Linked DNA regions of Mus musculus: region 2 is linked to region 1. The links are chromatin contacts, called in public HiChIP or PLAC-seq maps. All regions are on one chromosome and are shown on one strand. The core of a region is the stretch at or near the end of the contact, and the rest is flanking DNA. Distances in the headings are between cores, read along the strand shown. Region 1 overlaps Rcan2 (regulator of calcineurin 2). Region 2 overlaps Rcan2 (regulator of calcineurin 2).

The links. HiChIP or PLAC-seq counts read pairs in DNA pulled down with a chosen protein or histone mark.
Region 2: a contact with region 1 is called in an H3K27ac HiChIP or PLAC-seq map of heart atrium, with 4 times the contacts expected there. The contact joins two enhancer-like sites. A contact is called at or near these places in 6 of 39 promoter capture datasets (the 3T3-L1 cell line, HPC-7-derived erythroid cells, embryonic stem cells and 2 more), 5 of 15 datasets of contacts at CTCF or cohesin (the NIH/3T3 cell line, hippocampal excitatory neurons, large pre-B cells and 1 more), 162 of 484 Hi-C or Micro-C datasets (the 3T3-L1 cell line, 3T3-L1-derived adipocytes, the 4T1 cell line and 83 more), 24 of 115 datasets of contacts at active chromatin or transcription factors (the NIH/3T3 cell line, astrocytes, a beta-TC-6 cell line and 17 more) and 4 of 9 other capture datasets (adipose tissue, embryonic stem cells, embryonic tail and 1 more).

The regions. Positions count from the first base shown.
Region 1 is chr17:43,879,186-43,885,766 of GRCm38.p6, forward strand. The region is part of intron 2 of Rcan2 (regulator of calcineurin 2); the gene reads left to right. Among named protein-coding and RNA genes, the nearest start is that of Rcan2, 81 kb to the left of the region's middle. Within about 2 kb of position 4,021, at least 2 of the 459 cell types and tissues checked have an H3K27ac peak or open chromatin away from gene starts, as enhancers often do. A contact at or near this core is called in heart atrium, where this site is marked.
Region 2 is chr17:44,023,208-44,029,788 of GRCm38.p6, forward strand. All of the region lies in intron 4 of Rcan2 (regulator of calcineurin 2), which reads left to right. Among named protein-coding and RNA genes, the nearest start is that of Gm34857, 17 kb to the right of the region's middle. Within about 2 kb of position 3,549, at least 87 of the 459 cell types and tissues checked have an H3K27ac peak or open chromatin away from gene starts, as enhancers often do. A contact at or near this core is called in heart atrium, where this site is marked.

The DNA.
Region 1 (6,581 bases), core at 2,771-5,270:
GCTAATTCACATCTATTTCCCCCAAAACCCCCAGGAGAGAAGCTTTTCTTACCAGTGGGTGATTAACAAATAACAAAAACAATGGAACTGTACCAATATATAATGTATTATTGGGAAGAGCATAAAATATAAAAATAACAAGCCCTAGTAAATTCTGGACTGAGGTAGGTGTCAGGGCTAACATTATGAAATAATTTCTTGAGATAGAGGTTATGATATGGCTGTTAATATTAGTTTTATTTCCCCACACTGTGAAGGAAGAGCCAAAGAATGATAAAACTATCTAAGCAAAACGAAGTGACATGAACTCAAGTACCATGGCAATGGCATCCACCCTTAAACAATGGAGAGTTTACTACAGTCTCTGCATGGGTTTGCTTATAGCTTTGTTTGCTCCATGCTGCAACTGAACACCAGGTTGTTGAACCTCCCGATGTGGGTAGACCACAGGTACCAAAGCGGAGCCCTTATCTCAGCTGATTCTTTCAGGATGTCCAGGGAGATTCTCCTGCCCTGTGGGAACCAGGACTCTGGGACTCACACCAGCTTTCCATGTCCTTACCTTCTTAGGAGAGCAGACCCACACTGTCCCTGGGTAGCAGATACTGTGAGGGGAACCAGGGCCATGTGTGCAGCCTTTGCTTTGTCACAAGCCACCTCGTCTTCAAGTCTCTCCATGACTTTTACTTTAGATCATCTTGTTCCTGAGCAGATTCTCAGTGTGTAGTATTTTACAGTATAGAGAACATGCCTGCAGCGAGACTATAATTTCATCCATTGATTGCTTATGGAGGATGCTGTTCATAATCTGTATTGATCAGTAGCTTCTTGTTACACCCTTGAACTTAGCTGTATGTGGCCTATTGACTGTCCAACTGATCCTGCCAGCCTTCCTCTCTAAGTGCCAGACACGGAGCTGGGGATACGACTCAGTCAGTATGCAAATGTGAAGACCAGTGTTCAACTCACATATAGAAAGCTGGAAGTTGTACTGTGCACTTATAACAACAGTACTACAGAGGTAGAGACAAGTGAATTCCCAGGTTTCACTGGTTCACTGGCCAGTCAGTTAGCATACCCAAATTGGTCAGTTCCAGTTTACATGTTCATCATTTCTAATGAAAATGGAAACCCATTTTTTTTGGCCAGCCTTTGTAGTAATTTACATAGTTTCTATTTAGCTAAATAAATTCATTAGTCTGTTTCCTATTATGGGGGCTGGCGAGATGGCTCAGTGGTTAAGAGCGCCGACTGCTCTTCCAAAGGTCCCAAGTTCAAATCCCAGCAACCACATGGTGGCTCATAACCATCTGTAACAAAATCTGATGCCCTCTCTGGAGTGTCTGAAGACAGCTACAGTGTACTTACATACAATAAATAAATCTTTAAAAAAAAAAAACTCCGAAGACTAGATTACTTATAAAGACAAGTTTACTTAATCCACAGTATTAAGGTCTAAGAGTGTAAATAGCATCATGGTACTGGATCTAGGGAGAGCCCTTCCTGGGTGTGTCATCAAGGTGAATGGCATCACAGTGAAGCTTGCGTGTGAGAGAGATGGGTTGAAAGAGAGCTGGAGGGAGAAGAGATGGGATGGCTCTTCTATAACACCTAGAGGCTCATGAAAACTCTACTAGTCCCATCCTGGGGAAACTTTCTGGAGGATCTTGAACAGTACGACTGCCTCCCAATACTGCCTACACTCATCAAGCTTCCAACACGCGAAGCTTCGAGAGGTATACTCAAGCCGTAGTCAAACCACAATAGCTAAGTTTCCAGACATGCCTAGGTAATGTTCACACTGTGCTCAGGGACAGGACATTGTCACAGATTTGAGACATTTGCATGGATCATGTTCAACATCTTACAGTCTCAGTCGCTGACTGCGTCTTTGAAGTAGTTGCAGCCATGTCCCAGGTTCAGCTTTCCCACGGATATGTAATTAGGGGAGGGGGAGGGGGAGGGGGAGGGGGAGGGAAGGATTGCAGCTAAACCAATAACAGATCCTTGTGTCCTTTGGTAAATGGTCCCTACAGTGATGCGGAAGAGAATGGGCTATGACATCTTCTGGAAGCTTCTGATATTTACTCTCTGAGGATCAGATAGCTCTCTCTGATCCACGTCTTCCCTTGTGGTAAATTATGCATAAGACAACATTCATCATCATAACTGGTTTCAAGTGATGTCAAGTTCACATCTCTAGAACCTTCCCACTATCTAAAATGGAAACTCCGCCCATTAAACAGTGACCCCCCCCCTTCTCCCAGTCCTCTAGACCAGTGGTTTTCAACCTTTCCAGTGCTATGACCCTTTAATACAGTTCCTCATGTTCTTTTGACTCCCTACCATAAAATTATTTTGTTGCTACTTCTAACTGTAGTTTTGCTACTTTTATGATTCACCATGTAAATATCTGTTTGATGATAGTCTTAGGTGACCCCTGTGAAAGGGTTGTTTGACCACCTCCCCCCAAGGGGTTGTGAGCCACTGTCCTAGACTCTGGCAAACACCATTCTGCTTTCTGTCTCTCTGAGTTGGATATCTCTGGAGTCCTCATTTAAATGGAAACACACAGCATGTCTCCTTCTGTGTTTGGCTTATATCGCTTAGTATATTGTCTTCAAGGTTTTTCCATGTGTTAGCGTATGTCAAGATTTCCTTTCTCTTAAAGACTGTATATGTTATTCAATGTGGATTGTCTGCTTCAGGCTCATGTCTTTGAACACTTACTGGCAGCTGGTATGGGACCTGTTTGACAGATCTGAGTTACAGCTACGTGTCTCAGGTTCTTTGTTGATCTGCCAAAAGTTTAACCAAGTCTGAAACTCTTGTACCATGCTTTGCCTGCCATGATGGACTGATGCTCCCTAAACTATGGGCAAAAATAAATCCTCTTCCTCGTACATTGTAACATTGTAGCTTTTTGTAACTCCAGTTCTAGAGGGCCCAATACCCTCTTCAATCCTCCATAGGTGCCAGCACACACACACACACACACACACAGAGCAATAAATTCAGGAAGGCATGCATAAATACACATAAATAAAATAAATAAACCTTTTTTAAAAAGTAATACAGACTCTATATATGACATTTTGCCTATTTTTTTATTGGTCACTAGATCCCTTACGTATTTTTATTTTTTATTTTTTATTAATTTCACTTTTTGACAATTCCATGCATGCATATAATATATTCTGCTTACTCCCTCCCCATCCTCTCTTACCTCCCTCCCCTGCCACCTCCCCACTTAGCCTACCATTCCCCTCTTCTAGGCTCATGACTTTTGATGTTGTTTTGCGGTCTGTTTAGTTTAACTGGGCTATCTGTATGGCGTTGGATTAGAACTGTTCATTGGTGTCTGATGGGGTCATGGGCAGCTCCTGCATCTTTTCAGACAGGCTGCTCTCTGCCATCTTCTCAGGAAGCATAAGCCCCTTCCATGCTGTTTGAGATTTGATAAAAGCAAGAGCTTCAGAAGTGAAGGTCCTTGCCTAAGGTCACAGAGACTAGAAGGAACTCTGAGTGACCAGAGGAGCCTTGCCTTCCTCCAAGGCCTGGCCTTTCCCTGTTGTATTCACATCACAAAACACCAGCTGTTTGGGAGTTTGATTTGATCATAATGAAATGAAAAGTGTAACAGGGATTTTGCCCCATGGAAAAAGCAGATAAACTGACGAACAGCTTACGATCATACTTTCTTCTGATGATTATTGTCTGCATATCTGACTATTTTCCCAATAGCCTTGCTTCACCTGGTTTGGCCTTGTTCAATGATTTACTTTTAGGATAGACTTTTTCACAAAATAAAATAATAATTTACTTCCTGGTAATACTTTTATCTAGAGCATTACCTAGAGCAAACATTTTTTAAATGTATGGATATTGTAGGGAAAGACAATGGATTCCTCTTGTTCCATCCTTAAAAGAGTTTCTGGTTTTTCTGGTTGCAGAAGCCCTTAAGTATCTCAGACATGCTATTTGCTCTCATGGACACAAGGTGGAGACATACCATGTCAAATTCCTGTGGCACACACCATCATTATCAACCTTTTTAGCATGTCTTAATCTCCTTCATATGTGTCACTGAGCATACGGTCAGTTACTGGCAAGTAGTATTTAAGGCTATTTAATGAAAAAGAACCAAAAGAAGATAGATGTAGATAAATGGATGAATAGACAGACAGGTAAGTAGACAGATAGATATGACATATAAATATTTATATACATAGATATACATAGATGTAGATATATAGATATATACATAGATAGGTATATAGATATATACATAGATAGATATATAGATATATACATAGATAGATATATAGATATATACATAGATAGATATATAGATATATACATAGAGAGATATATACATATACAACATATATATAGATATAGATATATAGATATATACATATAGATATATAGATATATATGTGTGTGTGTGCACGTGTGTGTGTGTGTGTGTATGTAGGTAGATAGCATACAGATGCACAGATGCAAAGATGTGAGATGTGTTAGCAGCCAGATGTGTTATACAGACTGGTTCTGTGAGGGTGGATGGTGTGGAGGGTTGCCATGATAGAGTTGATTGCCTTGAGCTAGAGAACCACAAAATCCAGCAGCATAGCCCAGTCATTTCAGGCTGGAAAGCCCCGGATTCAGGAAATATGTTGTTGTTGTTGCTGCTGCTGCTGCTGCATCAGAAGCTGAAAGTCTACGAATCAGGGGGAGTGAAGACAGTGGTTTTCTGTAATTATGTGTGTCCAAAAGGTGGAAAATGTGGAGTTGTATTTGACAATGATGGGAGACGGTGGGAAGCCAACTCCAGGACAGCAAAAAGGAGAGGGAGGAGGGAGAGGAGAGGGAGTAGGGAGAGGAGAATAAAGGTGAAGAGTAAGTAGAGGGAGGGATGGAGGAAGGGAGGGAGGGAGGGAGTAGGGGATTGATTCCTTCATTTGCCTCTTTGTTCTGTCTGCTTTCCCAATTAGATGGGCCATGCATACTGAGTCGAGGCAGATCTTTCTCACTCTAGGCACTAATTTAAACGCCAGCCTCTTCCATAGATGTCTTCCCTAGCATGCTGTCTTAGTTAGGGTTTTATTGCCGTGAAAAGACATCATGACCATGGCAACTCTTATAAAGGAAAACATTTAGCTGGGCTGGCTTACAGTTTCAGACTTTTAGCTCATTCTCATTATGTTGGGAAGCATGGCAGCATATAGGCAGAAATGGGGATGGAGGAGCCATCTTGACCCACAGGCAGCCAGGAGGAGCCTGAGTATCACACTGGGCATAGCGTGAGCATATATGAGACCTTAGAGCCCACCTCCACAGTGACATACTTCCTCCAACAAGGTCACACCTCCCAATAGTGCAGTTACTTATGGGCCAAGCATTCAAACATATGAGTCTATGGGCCCATACCAACCGCCACACATACATAATGCCATGCCATCTCTCTGCTATCCTTATTCTAGTCACCTGTCATACAAAATTTGCCATCACAGGATAAATTCATATAAATACACATCTTAAAAAAATAGGCCAAAGGTATGTTATTGCCTTTAATATAGACTGAAAAAGATATAGAATTTAGAAAGCTTGGCCTGGTGGTACCAGCCTGTACGTAATGCCAGCTGCTTTGAAGTCTGAGGCGGGAGGATCACAAGTTCAAAGCCTGCCTGGGCTACAGAATGTGTTCAGGACTGGTTTGTATAACCCCTACATTAGATAGATAGATAGATAGATAGATAGATAGATAGATAGATAGATAGATAGATAGATAGATAGATGATAGATAGATAGATAGATAGTTAGATAGATAGATAGATAGATAGATAGATAGATAGATAGATAGATAGATATTAACAAGAAAAGGGGAAGTGGAAAGGCATCCCGATGGTAGCGTACTTGCCAAGTGCATGCATGAAGCCCTAGGTTTCCTCCTGACTCAAACAACAACAAGACATAGGTAAGAACTATGAGGGAAAATAATAAAATAGTGGCACTGTTCCTGGCAAGCGACAGACGTCCTATGAGTGGGAAAGGAGGGAGACATGGGTGTGTGGGACATAAGCTCCCTGCGAGATCTGATGCTTCTGTGGCTGCCAAATACACTCTACCTCTCTTGCTCTCTTTATGCATGTAAGTGTATGCAGTATGCATGCATGTTCAAGTGTAAGAGTTTACATGTATGTGTGCATGTGTGTGTGTGTGTGTGCCCACTCATGTCCATATAGAGGCATGTGGAGGCCACATGTTAATGCTGGGTGCCCTCTTCAATTGCTCTTCACTTTACAGAGAAGGGGCATCTCATTGAATCTGAGCCTCCCAGGTTTGGTTACTCCAGCTAGACAGCTTACCTGGGAGACCCCAGCTCAGGCTGTGAGAACTGGATTGTAGGTGGCCTGCCATGGCCACCAGGCTTTGTGTGGTACTGGGAATTCAACACCTGTACTACGAGTGTGTATGTAGGTGCCCAAGGGATTCAGAGACTCAGATTCCCTGGAGCCAGAGTCACAGGTGATTGTGAACCAACTGATGTAGGTTCTGGGAACCGGGAAAATCAGTTCTTC
Region 2 (6,581 bases), core at 2,299-4,798, 140 kb after region 1:
TTTTCTGCTGTTGGTTGATTGGTTGTTGGTTGGTTGGTTGGTTGGTTGGACCAGGATCTCACATGGCCTTAAACTCAATAAGTAACTAAGCTAACTGGCCAGAGATTCTTGGGGACCCAACTGTCTCTTCCTCCTCAGCACTGGGTTTTTAAGTGTGTACCACCATGCCTACATGGGCTCTGGACTGTAGGTGTTCCTGTTTAAACAGCAAACCCTTCCTCAGCTGGGAGCCATATTCCAGCCTGGTGTTCGCTCTTTACCAAAGTGGCATCTTGATATAAAATGTACTGGAATTGTAGCTCAGCTGACCTGTGGTCTGCCTACTGAGAGCTAGTAATCCAGTAAAAGCTAGTCCTTTTGTTGTTGGTGGTTTGTTTTATGAAGGATATAATCTTTCATTTGGAGTCAGTGCCAACCGAGAGTAGAAAAGAGGAGATGAGGACCAGCCTCAGCCTCCCTCACTGGCTAGAAGTCACCATCAGGGATGGGCATGACCTAATGATAGAAGGAAGCTGTACATAGAAAGAGCAGGGATTGGGCCCTGGCAGGGATACTTGTAGAACCTGCCACAAAGGAGGCAGAGAGGAAATGACCTCAGAGAGAGAAGAAGGATGGTTCCTATGAATGTTGAGCACAGGTAATTGACAGTGTTCAAATGCAGGCTAACCTATGGCCTTTACCTCCCTATTTCACATTAAAAGTACCTTGTACCATTTTGCAAGTGCCCTGGAGCCATTGTCATCTGCATGATGGACTAAGGGACTGAGCTGTGGTAAGACAGATGGGTTTTCTCAGGGTAATGCAGCTGGAGAGTTGTCTCTTCTGATTTTAGGCAGGGAATGAAGCTCCACCCCTTGGCCAGATGGTCTTCTGAGTATTGCCAACGTTAGGCCTGTTCTGCTTGGAAACTGGATAACTTATGTTCTAACCCTGAGTTGATTCTGAACACCACACCAGCCTTTCAGAAAGCCTAACCGGTGTGTAGGGTGCACAAAGATAGACCAGTCCATTTCACATGCAATAGCAAACCACCAAGGTCACCAACATCTAGGGTTTCCTCCTCCGCAAGGACAACTGGGATGTTTATGAAGGATATAAACTTATCCCATGTGGATAAATGACTTGGGTCCAATAATAGGGCTGAAAATATTACAGAGGTCATATTAGAAGCCAGCATCATCACTTGTCTGGTGCTAAAAGAACACCCAAGACTTAATGATTTATAAAAAGAGAGAGGTTTATTTTGGCTAGTAGTTCTGAAGTCTAGGAAGCCCAGGAACATAATGTGAGCATCTATCTGCTCACACATATGTCACCCAGAGGACATGAGGCAGCCAGGTATGGAGAATACATCTTTATTCCCAGGGTTAGGGAAGCAGAGGCATGTGGCTCTCTGTGAGTTTGAGCCAGCTTAGTCTAATAGCAAGTTCCTGGCCTATATTCATTCATATGTGTATATATATATGTGTGTGTGTTACATATATACATAATATATATATATACACACACACACATACACACACACACACACACACACACATATATATATATATACACACATATGAAACATATATATGTAACTAATCTAAACCTCATGAATATGAGATTGGCATTAATCCATTCATTGGTGCTCAGCCATCATGAGCCAAATGCTTACCCACACTTTTGCAATAAGGAAGGGGGAATCTAAAATATGAACTTATACCGGGCCCTCAAGCTACAGAAGAGGAGATATTTCAGGTACAACAAGGAGGGTTCAAGACTACATACTCTGAATTACCCCAACACAGTGCTACAGGAAAAAAAAAATCACATTTGTCTTCCATGTGACACTTTACACAAATACTTCATTTTCCTTGAGGGCATTTTCTGCTGTTCAACATTGGCTCTTCCCTGCTTTTTAAAAGCAATGTGTATGCTTTATCCATGTTGGTATTCTCCGTTCCTGCTAGCACCTGGCACATAGTAGATGCCCAATAAATATTGGATGACTGACAATATAAATAAATGGATGCCTCAGATGTTAGCCTCCGTAGAGATGGTATCTTCAGCAGCAAATTGTTGCTCTCTGTGGCTTTAGCCAGACTGAGTCAGGCAGCAGTTAATTAATGTGAGCAATAACCAAAGGACTTCCAGCATTGCCATTAAAAATGATTTCATAAAGTTCATTTCTTTAATCCTTTGGCAGAACCCTTTTAATGACAAAGTATAACTCATTCCGTCTTAAGGGGTAATAATTACCTGAGTTCCAGTTTTTAAAAACAATACTACTATTATTTGTTTGAGAATTTCACACAAAGGTTTTTTTTTTTTTTATCATATTTACACCATCCCTCCCCATAATCTTTTTCAGGTCTACTTTTGTGTCCTTTAAAAAAAAAATCCTCAGAATTCAATTTTGTCCTATTCTTATTCTCATAGATATAAGACTATCCTCTGCAACACAGTCAAGCTACCAGGGCCCACACCCTTAAAGAAGATAGATCCACCCTTTCCCAGAAACCACCACGCGTTCATAGCCTCCCTACTGGGGTTGGGTGTTCATGATCCCCTTCTCTCTGTATGCTAAAAGATTTCGGCCTTGATCTTTGACGGTCTTGTTCGGGCAGCTACAGCTCCTGTGAGTTCATGAGGACAGAGGTCTTAGAGCATGCCCAGAAGGCACCGGCCCCACCTCATCCTTCCCACTTCTTTCCATCCCTTTTCCCGCAGTGACTCCCAATCTTGGAAGAGGTGGTGTGAATAATCCCTTGTGAGTGAACACTCCACAGGCATTTATTCTCTATACGTTGATCAGTTGTGAGTTTCTGAATTAACCACCATCCACTGGATATACCCCAGGCCTTTCTTCTCAAGGAGGGGCTACATCCCTGCTTTACTAAAATCGCTATTTGGGGCATGGTGCACAGAATTCACTCCCTTTGGCTCTGTTCACGGGCTGTTTACAGTTGCTAAGAAACGGAGGCTCTCTGTGCTTTGTTTAACACTGATGCTGAGGCTTCTGACCTGGTAACGAGCTAGAATTCTTTTTTTCTATTTGTTTTATGGTATCTGCTATTCTGAATTTGAGAAGCGGTATGAGGCTATATTCTTTTGGTAATGTAATAGGAAAGAAAGAAAAAAAAAAAAAAAAACAAAATCCCAGCCCAGCAAAAACAAGTGTATCCACAGCAGCGGGCATAAATGGCACATAGACTGCCAACCGGCTAAATGGGATGCTGATCTGAGCAAATGTGATTTGCCAGCCTTTGTTCTGCTCTCTGGAGGGCACAGAAGGTCATGCTCACTGCCACTGAGAATGCCCACAGGGAGATATGAAAACATTGTCTATTCTCTTCTCCCCTCCTGCTATTTTTAGCTCTGCATAGCGAGATCAATTTTAGTTAACAGCAGAGGAGAGTTTTAAATGGTGCTTCAGTTTCAAGTTGCCCATGTCTGCTATATTTAGATACCCTCCCCCCAACCCCCACGATTCCTACTCTATCAAAACATGTCTCCGTAAAGAAGCTTGGCTGCAGTCACTGCTCAGCACACAGACTCCCTTCAAGTGGAAAATATCTCTCACTAATTAATGTAACTCACAAGGAAGACATATCTATTTCAATCTCTGAGTCAGAGGTAAGGAGAATTCTTTTACAAATATAAATTGGCACTCATACTTTGGGTGTATGGTGTGGATACTGCATGAAGGATCATCCTTAAAAGTATGTTTTGTTATACTCTGCTCTTGGGTTATCTTGTGAATTGGGCCAGTGAGGTGGCTCAGCAAGCAACAGTCCTTGCTGCCTAGCCAGATGGCCTGAGTTCAATCCCCAGGCCCTACTTGATGGAAGGAGAGAACTGACTTCTGAAAGTTGTCCTCTGACTTCTACACACTCTGTGGTACATGCATGTACATCCACAGATCCACAATAAATAAATACATAAATAAATAAATAAATAAATAAATAAATAAATAAATATTTTTGTTTTTGCTTTTGTTTTAAATCTGGTGAACAGACAGCAACTAAACAGCTGTGATTGTCAGTGTTCAATACCCTTCGCCCTTCGTACCTGGTCTTATCTAGCTGAAAAGATCTACCGTGAAGTTGGGCTCTCTTCTTGCTTTGGGATAATGACTGCAACTCAAGGTGTGAGTTTGAGTCTAGACTGCATCGTTTATGTGCTGTATAATCTGAAGCAAGTTCCTTCCCCTTCCATGACGAAACCCACATCACAGTACTGTATAATACGCATTCACTTTCTATGTGACATACTTGGAGACCTAGCCCCGTGCCTAGAATTTAGTAAGTGCTCTGTAACAGTTCTCACGGAGTTGAAGGAGCACACCCAGTTTCCAGGACGTACAGTAAGCAAAGCAGACAGCTGTGCTAAACGGTGGTCAGCTTGATTGAAAAGATGGGACAGTGGGCGGAGTGTAGGGGGAACATTCATGGGTGTGTCGGTTACCACAGACAGAGACAGTAAAAGAGGCCTGCATCACAAGTGTAGGAATACACACAGAATTTACACGATGCTTTGGTCACAACCTGAAGGGACTCAGCACTGAGCGAAGCAGAGCCTCAGCTGCTCTCAGAATGAAAGGAGAGGCAAGATCATAAGGATTATCTGGTGTGGGCTAAAGAGGCTTCTCTTCCATTCTCCATCTTCTCCTCCTCCTCTTCTTTCTCCCCCTCCTCCTTCACCTCCTCCTCCTCCTTCACCTCCTCCTGCTCTTTCTCCTCCTACTTTACCACCACCACCTCCACCATCACTATCATCATCTCCTAAAGGACTTTGGGAACTTAAGCTGTTCCAGATACTGGAAGAGTACGAGGATGGGCTAGAGAGCATGTGCCATTCTATAACTAGGAACAATCTTTGGGTTTAATAGTTTCTTTGCCTTCCATCCTACTGCAGTGATTCCCAGCTGCCCTGGGTGTATGTAAACTTTACACAGGTGATTATTAGCAGATCAGTGCCCTCTGTAAGTCACCCCTATATTTATTGAGGGTTCGCTCATCAGTCTACAACATGACTTCAGTGGGTAATGTTCCTTGCTCTGCAAGCATGAAAATCGGAGTCCAAACCTCCTGCTCCTATATAAACTGCCAGACAAGGCGAGGTATGCCTGGAACTGGGTCAGTACTGGGAAGGTTGAGACAGGCAGATCCTGAGACCTTGCTGGCTGGGTAGCTTAGCTGATGCTGACCTTCTGGTTCTGTGAGAGACCCACTTTCAAAACAATAGTACAGCAAGTGACAACAGCACACACACACACACACACACATACACATAACCACACATACACACACTCTCACACATGCTCATATACACATACACACACACACACTCACACATACACATAATCACACATTCACACACTCATACATACACATATACTCATACATACACACATACTCACACATACACACTCACATATTCACACACATACTCATATGTATGCACATATACATACTCATACACACTCACAGACTCACATACACATTCATACACACTCATACATACACACACACTCACACACATACAAACACATACACACTCATACATACACACACATTCACACTCATATGTACACACATACATGCTCATACATACACACACATTCACATATACACACATTCATACACATACACTCACATGTACGCACATACCCACACACATGCACACACATACATAAATACATACACACATACATAGTCATACATACACACATACACACATATACATACTTATACATACACACACATATACATACTCATATACACACACATACATGCACATACATACACACATACATGTTCATACATACACACATACACACTCATACATACACACATACACGTGCATACATACACACCCTCACATATACACACACATACACTCATACATATACTTACACACACGCATACATACACAGTTATACACACACATGCATGGTCATACACACACATACACTCACACACACTCACACATGTACTCACTCATATATACATACACACATGTGCAAATATCACTCCAATGAGATAATTATAGATACAAAAGATGGTACATTTAAATATTAGAATTGAATGGTTCAGATGACCTCAGGAAAAAAAAATCCAAGATCTCATTAAAATAGCAACTTGCAGTTTTCTATCTCAGACATAGAGGTGTGGAAATGGGTAGGAAGAGAGAGAAGAAAGAAGAGAAATTTACCAATGACAATTCAGAAAATGGAGACCAGTGACTTGGGGAAAAAATGAGTCTGTCTTTGTGATCAGGTTCCATGGTGTCCAGCTAAGCAATAACCTGTGGGACACAGCCTGTATGTCAGTTCTTAGGCTTCTTCATGACCCATGGAGTCAAAGCCCTTTGCAGCAACTGTTTTGTTGCTTGTTTATTTAAATACTGCATGATTAGTTCATCATATATAACAGATTATTTGAGTAGTACTGACCACAGTGACATTCTCCCAAGTGATTAATATCATGCCTCTTGGGAGAGCTTTATATAGTCGGCATGAATTTTTCTTCACCGTATCCTAGGAACACGGGTGCTATCCTCCTTGCCTTGATAAATGCTCAGTTATACAACTTCCT